Regions from separate parts of the Pan troglodytes genome. Here regions 1 and 3 are each linked to region 2. A link is a contact called in public HiChIP or PLAC-seq data. All regions are on one chromosome and are shown on one strand. The core of a region is the stretch at or near the end of the contact, and the rest is flanking DNA. Distances in the headings are between cores, read along the strand shown. Region 1 holds the start of SRP14 (signal recognition particle 14). Region 2 holds the start of FSIP1 (fibrous sheath interacting protein 1). Region 3 holds the start of EIF2AK4 (eukaryotic translation initiation factor 2 alpha kinase 4).

The links. HiChIP or PLAC-seq counts read pairs in DNA pulled down with a chosen protein or histone mark.
Region 1: a contact with region 2 is called in an H3K4me3 HiChIP or PLAC-seq map of stem cell-derived excitatory neurons, with 2.8 times the contacts expected there. The contact joins the promoter of SRP14 here to the promoter of FSIP1 in region 2. A contact is called at or near these places in 1 of 7 Hi-C or Micro-C datasets (stem cell-derived neural progenitor cells) and 1 of 1 datasets of contacts at active chromatin or transcription factors (stem cell-derived excitatory neurons).
Region 3: an H3K4me3 HiChIP or PLAC-seq map of stem cell-derived excitatory neurons shows a contact between it and region 2, with 8 times the contacts expected there. The contact joins the promoter of EIF2AK4 here to the promoter of FSIP1 in region 2. A contact is called at or near these places in 2 of 7 Hi-C or Micro-C datasets (induced pluripotent stem cells and stem cell-derived neural progenitor cells) and 1 of 1 datasets of contacts at active chromatin or transcription factors (stem cell-derived excitatory neurons).

The regions. Positions count from the first base shown.
Region 1 is chr16:32,002,325-32,005,203 of NHGRI_mPanTro3-v2.0_pri, forward strand. SRP14 (signal recognition particle 14) reads right to left here and starts at 1,382. Exons shown (of 5, transcript XM_001140332.7): 1 at 1,255-1,382; 2 at 1,038-1,110; 3 at 444-556. The coding sequence starts at 1,278.
Region 2 is chr16:31,748,335-31,751,118 of NHGRI_mPanTro3-v2.0_pri, forward strand. FSIP1 (fibrous sheath interacting protein 1) reads right to left here and starts at 1,308. Exons shown (of 13, transcript XM_063794718.1): 1 at 1,073-1,308.
Region 3 is chr16:31,897,137-31,899,928 of NHGRI_mPanTro3-v2.0_pri, forward strand. EIF2AK4 (eukaryotic translation initiation factor 2 alpha kinase 4) reads left to right here and starts at 1,358. Exons shown (of 40, transcript XM_054667355.1): 1 at 1,358-1,757. The coding sequence starts at 1,373.

The DNA of each region.
Region 1 (2,879 bases), core at 132-2,631, 250 kb after region 2:
GAAAGACTAGGGCTCTTGACTAAATGTATATTTTCTCAAGTGCCAAACCTAACATCTAGCTGCACATTCGCCATGTGAACCACAAAGATAAGGAAATAATAGCATCACCTGGTACCAAGAAACTGCTTATTGAAGGCCCGGCACAGTAAGGGGCTAAGGAATCAAAAATTTATGCCAGCTGCTCCTTACAGTACTACCAATAAGGACCAATATGCTACTTTCATTTCCACAAGAGCTTTAGCAGAACTAACGACTGTCTGACCTCTACCTTCTTATTTTATTCTGGAGGTTTCCACTACTAAAGTATAGGAAGGTCTTGGTCTCAAAAATAGCCACACAGGGCAAAAGGGAAAAATAAATAAAAGCCTGGTTCAGAAACGCCCCATCCTCTGTTAAGTTCAAGTCTTTACATTTCAAAAGACGGCCTTAGAAATTAAGCTCACCACAGTGCTGATCTTCTTCTTCCCATCGGTAGCTCTTAACAGACACTTGTTGTCTGCGGGCTCAAAGCCCTCCACAGTACCTTTCTTTGGAATGGGTTTGGTTCGACCGTCATCTGAAGGAAAAAATGCATCCTGGTGAACACGGCCGCGTACGTGGCTGAGCGGCAGACAAACAGTTAAAACAGAGGAGGGGGGTAAGTGATGACCTAATCCAGCCCCGCTGCTCTGGTTTTGTTAAACACCTCATCTGCTATCACGGTCTGGCGAAACCCTGGAGAAACTATTATTTCCACGACGGAAACATGTAATATCGAAGCACGTTAAATTCCACTCAAAGTGGCGGCGTCTGGGATCCCTGACAAAGAGCCCTGGGCTGCTTGGGGCCCATTGTTACCAGAAGCAACCTAGGCGGCTCAGTGCTGGGGACTGAGCCAGCTACAATCCCTACTATTTTCCGGGCCCGAAGCCCCGAATGTGCCCAGTACAGGGTGGCGAAAGGTAGAGGAAGGCGGCGGTCCGCGGCAGACAGACTCCGGTGGCTCCCAGACACCGGGCACCCAGGGAGCATCGCCCGGCTCCCCTCCCGCTGCTTACACTTCTTCAAGGTGATATAGACGCTGCCCGACGTCCGGCACTTCTGGAAAAGTCTGGTCAGCTCCGTCAGGAACTGGAAAACAACAGGCCCAGCCCCGTTAGCCAGCCCCAAATCCTCGTCCCGCCGCGTCAAGGCCCTGGTCCTCCTGCAGGAGGCACAGGTCTCGAGTAACGCCTGAGCCGCCCCCTTCCCTCGGCCGGCCAGGCCTAGCCATACCTGCTCGCTCTCCAACAACACCATCGCGGCGACGCTGGCTCGACTCCCTCCGCTTAAGCCACTAGCAGTGAGAGCCGGAAGTTCGGCCTAGGCTGGGCGGGACTTCCGCTACTAGACTTCCATTGTCTTCCACCAATCTCTTCTCTTCCACCAATCCCGGCCTGCGCCCTCCCCCCTCCCCGCCCGCCTAGCGCCCGCGCCCTGGGACGTCCGGAGGCCTGTGACCCGGAGGCGCTGGGGCTGCCCTGGGCCGTCACGTGCGAGAAATCGTCTCACCCCAGCCAGTGTGAGGGAGTGAGAGCAAAAGAAAGTTTTGATAGCAGCGTACGATTTATATTCAGCTGTATGCTGGACAGGTAACCTAACAACTCAGTGACTCAGTTTCCTTATCCATAAAGTAAGGGTAATGATAGTATCTACCGCGCAGTGTGGTCGTGAAGCGTAAATGAAACTCAGATTAAATACGTAGAACAGTGCCTGGCACATAGAGCGTGTTCAGTAGGTATCAGCTATTGTTCTTTTCATTATTGTCATTATAAGTTACTGTAGAGATCCTTTAAACTCTCCCTAAACGCTGACCTGCAGCTCTAGCCAGAAGGGCTGGGCCGGGTGCGGTGGCTCACGCCTGTAATCCCGGCACTTTGGGAGGCCGAGGCGGGTGGATCACGAGGTCAGGAGATTGAGACCATCCTGGCTAACACGGTGAAACCCCGTCTCTACTAAAAATACAAAAAAGTTAGCCGGGCGTGGTGGCGGGCGCCTGTAGTCCCAGCTACTCGGGAGGCTGAGGCAGGAGAATGGCGTGAACCCAGGAGGCAGAGCTTGCAGTGAGCTGAGATCGCGCCACTGCACTCCAGCCTGGAAGACAGAGCGAGACTCCGTCTCAAAAAAAAAAAAATGAGGGGCTGGAGCCCAGTCTTTAGTTCTACCTCTGATTAGTCAGGAGAACTAGGTTGTAAGCCCTCTCTGCCAGTAGCCAACTTGAACCCTGGGCCCTCTATAAAGTCAAGCATTCCACCACACAAGAGGTTTTCGCTGAGTGCCTCTCAGTCTGTGCCAGGCACGGTTGTAGAGGTTGGGGATGCAGCAGGATAAGAAAAGCTAAGTTCCTGGTTTCCTGGAAGTTGGGTTAAAGGGGCAGGGAGGAAATAAACAATGAAGCAAACAAGTAAGTAGTACAGCTTCAGATAATGAATTCCGTGAAGACAGCCTAAGCAGGGCTGTATAATGAGAGTGGGAAGGGGACTGCCTGGGTTGGGGTCAGGGGAGTTCTCGTCGAAAAGGAGAACTTTGAGTTGAAAGCTGAAAGGACCAGCCATCCAAAGATCTAGGGACACTGTTTCAGACACAGGGAACGGCTAGAGCAAAACCTTCAAAGGGGAAACAAGTTGCCCTGTGTCTGTAAGACTGGCAGGTGCGGGTAGGGGTGAGGAGGGCTTGTGGAGCAAGGAGTAAAGGAGTATGGAGAGGTAGCTGGGGACCAGATTATGTAGGGCCCGTGACCATGGTAAGCCTGGATTTTGTTCTAGATACAAAGAGAAGACTCGTTAAGGAAGTTTTCAACAGAACACTGAAAATCTGATTTATATTTTTTAAAGATCCCCCTGTCTGTGTTGTGGAGAATG
Region 2 (2,784 bases), core at 58-2,557:
AACTCATCCAAATGTGCCTCAAGTAGGAAATGGATAAATATACTACCGTAGATCCATACAATGGACTATTACTCAGCAACATAAAGGAACAAACAACTGATACACAGAACATGAATGAATAGCAACTGCATGATGCTAAGCTGAAAGAAGCCTGATTCAAAAGGCCACAGGGTGTTTGCTTCCATCAATATGACATTCTGGAATAGGCAAAATTACAGGAACAAAAAACTAGGAAGTTGTTGCCAAGGATGGCGTTAGGGGAGGGGTTAAATACAAAGAGCACTAGGGAATTTGGGGTTCATGATGAAACTTCCGTATGCTGATTGTGGTGGTTGGTAATTACATAACTGTATACATCTGTCAAAACTCACAGAACTGCAGATTAAATGGGTGAGGCTTACCATAAGTAAGTTATACCTCAATTTTAAGTTAATATATTTGTGCCAATCTTTCTTTAGTTATGCTCATACATCCATAAAATATATTAGAATTCCTGAGTCAAAGAACACTTATGTTTCAAATTTTGGTAGTTCGCCAAATTGTACTCCAAAAAGGCTGCACCAAATTACACTACTTCCCCTACACTGGCCTGGGGCCCATCTGGTTATGTCAAAGCTGTTTCATCTTCTCCAGTCTGATAGGTGTAAAAGGTATCTGTGAATTTGGTTTACATTTCTTCACGAGAAAAGTTGAGTCTCTAATCAATTGTTTGCTGTTTGCGTCTTTTTATTTTTCCTGTGAAATGCCTATTTGCATCCTTTGCCGTTTACGGTCTAGTTTAAATGGCTGGTGATCAGTTCTAGATCTTGGTGGGAAGATCCAAATCTCGGGAAAGTAGAAGCCTTGGTTACAGGTCCTAATGTTAGGTGATTCCTGGAGAAATAGTCTCCGCGGAGGCAGAAGCCGCTGGGGCCCCGCCCCCACTGAGCCCGCCCCCGCCCTCTCATTGGCCCTGTCCGCTCTCCCTGACAGTCCATCTACATGCCAAGCGGCCCGACGCAGCTCCGCCCCGCCCACTCCTCGGCGCACCGCCCCGCGACCGAGCTCCGCCCTCATCTGCGCGGCCCCTCACCTTCCCGCCGGGCCTCCTCGAGGAACTGGCGGCCGTCAGTCAGGGCGCAGATGGCCGCAGAAGCGCGCCGCAGACACCCGCCGCGCCAGCCACTTCCCCCTAGAGGAGAGGGGTCTCTCCCGCCACCTCAGCCTCTCTGGTGGTGGAAGAAGCCGCCGGTCCAGATCCCTCCTGCTTGTGGGACCGCTGTTTCCCTGGCAACCAGATGCGCGATGCTTCCGGTCTCGCGATAGCGGAAAGGGCTGTACCATCCGGAAATGGGACCGGGGCCGGCGGCTGTTGGAGCCGTGCGAGCTGGGACGGCCGGCGTGTGTCCTTCCGTCTTCGCTGCCGACGGTGGGGGTTGGGAGCGATTTGTTCGTCTTTAGGTTGGATTGGGAACGGGGACGTCTGGATGCTTGTGTATCTCTGTCCCTCATATTGCTGTGATGCCTTACATGTCAGTTATCCTCTCCGAGCACAGTTTCCTCCTCCGTAAAATGGGAACAATAATAATTCCCTTCTTACAAGACTTGTGCAGCTCAAAAAGACCATGTATGTGAAGCTCTAGTAAATTTGGGGTGCTATGGAAATTTTAAAAATATGAGTTTTGCACAGATTCGGCTACAGTCCAAAAAGAGTTATAATTGCTTTTTGCACCTTCTTTCATTTCGTAGTTTCTCTAATTCTCAGTGCACGAAAATTATTTCCCTACGTCCACAAACTGATTTTCCTCACCTCCATTGCCATCATTTCTCCTGCTTTCCAGTCTGAACAGCACGTTACCGTTTACAGGGCATTTTCACATTCATGGCCCCTTTGTCCTCATTGTTTTAACTAGGTACGATGTGGTTTTTTTCAGCGAAGCAAATAGTCATAGGCTGAGTTGCCGAAAGAACACAGCTGCAGTCTAGGCCAGTGCTGGGTATAAAAACCTGGCTATAAATGCCATCCCTATGCTCCTGAATCCTGCATCTTATCACCAGCCCAGACTTCCCTGAACTCCAGACTCCTTTACCTAACTGCCTATTTGGCATATCCACTTAGATGTGTAAGCATCTCAAACTTAACACGGGAAAAAACAACTTCTCCAGAGTCCCCCACCCACTTTCTATCCATCTCAGCAAATGGTAATTTCAGCCTGCCATGCCTAGACCAAAAACCTTGGAGTCATCCTCAATTCTTCTTTCTCTCTCACTCTACAATCAATTTGTCCTGTCAGCTCAGCATTCAAAATATATTCAGAATCCAAACATTCGTCACAACTTCAGTGCTTCCATTCAGGTTCATACTGACATCATCTCTAAATGATAAGGCTTTCTGTTGGCTCTCTGACCTCCATTCCTACCTACTGCTTTCCCCTGGTAAACCTGGTTCCAGGCTCACTGTCCTCATTGTTAGTGTTTCTGTGCAGGGGTTTCTTCCCAGCATTTCTCAGGGAATTTATGTGGCTTTCCAAATCTCAAAAGAAAAAAAGTTGCAAACTGAAGAAAATGGGAGAAAGTATCCTAATTCTCCTATGAGAATTAAAACTTAGCAGCCAACCTAGAGATGTTACTGAAGAAATTCACCAATGTCAAGTTGAAAACCAGCGCAGGAAATGCTGAGTTCGAGGTTGAGGTGAACATTTTCAGGAACCAGGACAGGAGCACTTGGGAGAAACATGGCCACAGTCTCATCAGTCAGTCTTGTTTGTAGTTGGTGCCATGTAAGCCTGTGTTCCTGGCCCTGTG
Region 3 (2,792 bases), core at 108-2,607, 150 kb after region 2:
ACTCTGGCTGCAATAGGAAGAATGGCTTAATGTGGGGCAAGAATGAAGACAGTGACTAATTAAGAGAGTTATTGAAGTAACCCAGGGAATTGGTGACAGTAGCCTGAACTAAGTTAGTGGCAATGGGTTAGAGTGTAGTGGATGGACAGAAGAAGTGGTGACTATTTGGATGTGAGTTGAGAGAAAGGGAATTCAGAATCACACTCAGTTGAATGGTGCCATTTAACTAGTCAGAGATCACTGGAGAAGGAACGGGTCTCCAGCAGAGGGAAGATGATGATTTAAATTGGCCTTGGGTCAAGCTAGTGCATTTGTGTTATCTGGCCAGAAATGAGTGGATAGATGGCAGCAAGGAATTTACACAATCATTATTTAGTGAACAGTGGAGGAGTAAGCAAGGTAGACAGAAGAAACGTCACTTAAACCTAATTTGGGTTAGTACAATAGGATTATTCGAAATGGACATGCAGCATTAGTAAGTTACTGAAGATGAAGTGCAATAACAATGTCTGGGTAGACAGGTTATTATTTTATAAACTTGAAAAACGACGACTTGAGGCAGGATATAACACAAAGACTCCCTAAATTCACACTGAGTGAACTGGGAAGGGAACACGATTCTCTTCATGGGAAGGTAGCTCATAAAGATGCCTGAGTGGAAAGACAGTTTTCAGTTGAATTTGCAAGGTGGTAGTGGAGATCCCCAAAGCTGGGGAGTGTAGGGACAGAGAACATAATGAGGGTGTTGAATCTGTGGCTCAGAGAATAAGTTTGGGGGTACTAAAGTGGGAGGAAGGAGGGTGGGGGGGGGGTCACAATTTTTACTCCCGGTAGTCTTGTTCTGGGAAGGTACAAGGTGAAATTAGAAGTGACTTCAGAACCCATCGACGTCTGCCCTTTAAGAGTTTCCCGGCCGGGCGCGGTGGCTCATGCCTGTAATCCCAGCACTTTGGAAGGCCGAGGCGGGCGGATCACAAGGTCAGGAGATCGAGAACATCTTGGCCAACATGGTGAAACACCATCTCTACTAAAAATAGAAAAATTAGCCGGGCGTGGTGGTGCGAGCCTGTAGTCCCAGCTACTCTGGAGGCTGACGCAGGAGAATCGCGTGAACCCGGCAGGCGGAAGTTGCAGTGAGCCGAGATCGCGTCACTGCACTCCAGCCTGGGGAACAAGAGCCGAAACTCTGCCAAAAAAAAAAAAAAAAAAAGAGTTTCCCGCACTAGCCATGCCAGGGTGGAGAAGTTCCAGCAAGCACTTCCGTTAAAGATACTTGTTTCGTGAAAACTATACAATGTGGCGTTTTCATTCCTATCTGTGTGATTCATTTCTTAAGTTCGTGGAGTTCCTTTGCTCCCCTTCCCCCAGCAGGATGTGGGCAAAGCTGTCCCCCTGCCTTCTTCCTTCGCCTGGGCTTCTGGAGCCTCCGGAGGTAGCTCCCGGCGCGGAGCTCCGCCTACGGCCCGTCCCCGGCGCGGAACCCCGCCCACGAGCCCGTTTCCAGCGTGGAGCGCCGCCCATAGCCCGTCCCCAGCGCGGAGCCCCGCCCCGCAGGCTGCCGGGGGCACACCGCCGCCCAGGCAAGGCCGCCCTGCCTTGGGCGCAGCGCTGCCATGGCTGGGGGCCGTGGGGCCCCCGGGCGCGGCCGGGACGAGCCTCCGGAGAGCTACCCGCAACGACAGGACCACGAGCTACAGGCCCTGGAGGCCATCTACGGCGCGGACTTCCAAGACCTGCGGCCGGACGCTTGCGGACCGGTAGGAACGTGGCTTGTCAGGCCCGGGCTGGCGTGCCCTGGCCTTCCCGGGCCCTGGGCCAAAGCCCGGACACTTCCAGATTGGGCCGCCCCTTTAGGATCCTGCAGTCTTTTCATCCCTTAGGTTCCACCCATGCTCACTTTAGTCCTTGCACCTGCAGCTGGTCTGCAGAATCCCACCTAGGCCGAATTCTTCTACAGTCCTTTCCCCATGATTTCCCCAGAGGAATCCCCCTGGATTCCTCCCTCTTACCTGGCACTGCTTCTTATTCCTGCCTACATCCCATAACATAACTGCCTCCTTCCAACTTTGTCCTTTTTCCCCTCTGAAAGTCCTCGCGGATGATACCACAGCAATTCATACGCGCCCGTTGCTACTTTGTTCTGAGAACGCTTTTTGGGCGCTCGCACAGGCCTTACGTCCTCAATCAGAATTCTCAAGTCTCATCCATGCATTCAAATCTGCACGCCACATAATTCCCTCTGTACTCCCCAGGCATCCTCACTGTGTTTTCCGGCATGGAGGAACTTTCCATACCTCTGCACCTTCCTCTAAGACATTTAGCTCAGAATAAAGCACACATTCATCTTAGCTGTAGTAGAGAGAGGGTTCTAGACTGAGTCTAGAGAAGGAGTGTCCAATCTTTTGGCTTCCCTGGGCCACACACAAAATACACTAAGGATAGCTGATGACCTAAAAGAAAAAAAAAATTCGCAAAAAAACCTCAATGTTTTAAGAAAGTTTACGAATGCGTGTTGGGCCCCATTCAAAGCGGCCCATGGGCCTCGGGTTAGACCAGCTTGCTCTAGCTCTAGACCTTTTAAAATGGCATTTTGTTTAAAATAATATTTTGCCTTTTTGTCTGGAAATTAAGGCACGTTATAAAGTATTTATACTGACAGTTTTTTCCCCATCCTTGAAGAGTTGATCTACCAAACTATTTCTGAATATTATCATATTATCATTTAAAACATAGTTCTAACTTCATCTGCTTTTTTTTTTTTTTTTTTCTTTTTGAGACAGGGTCTTGCCCTG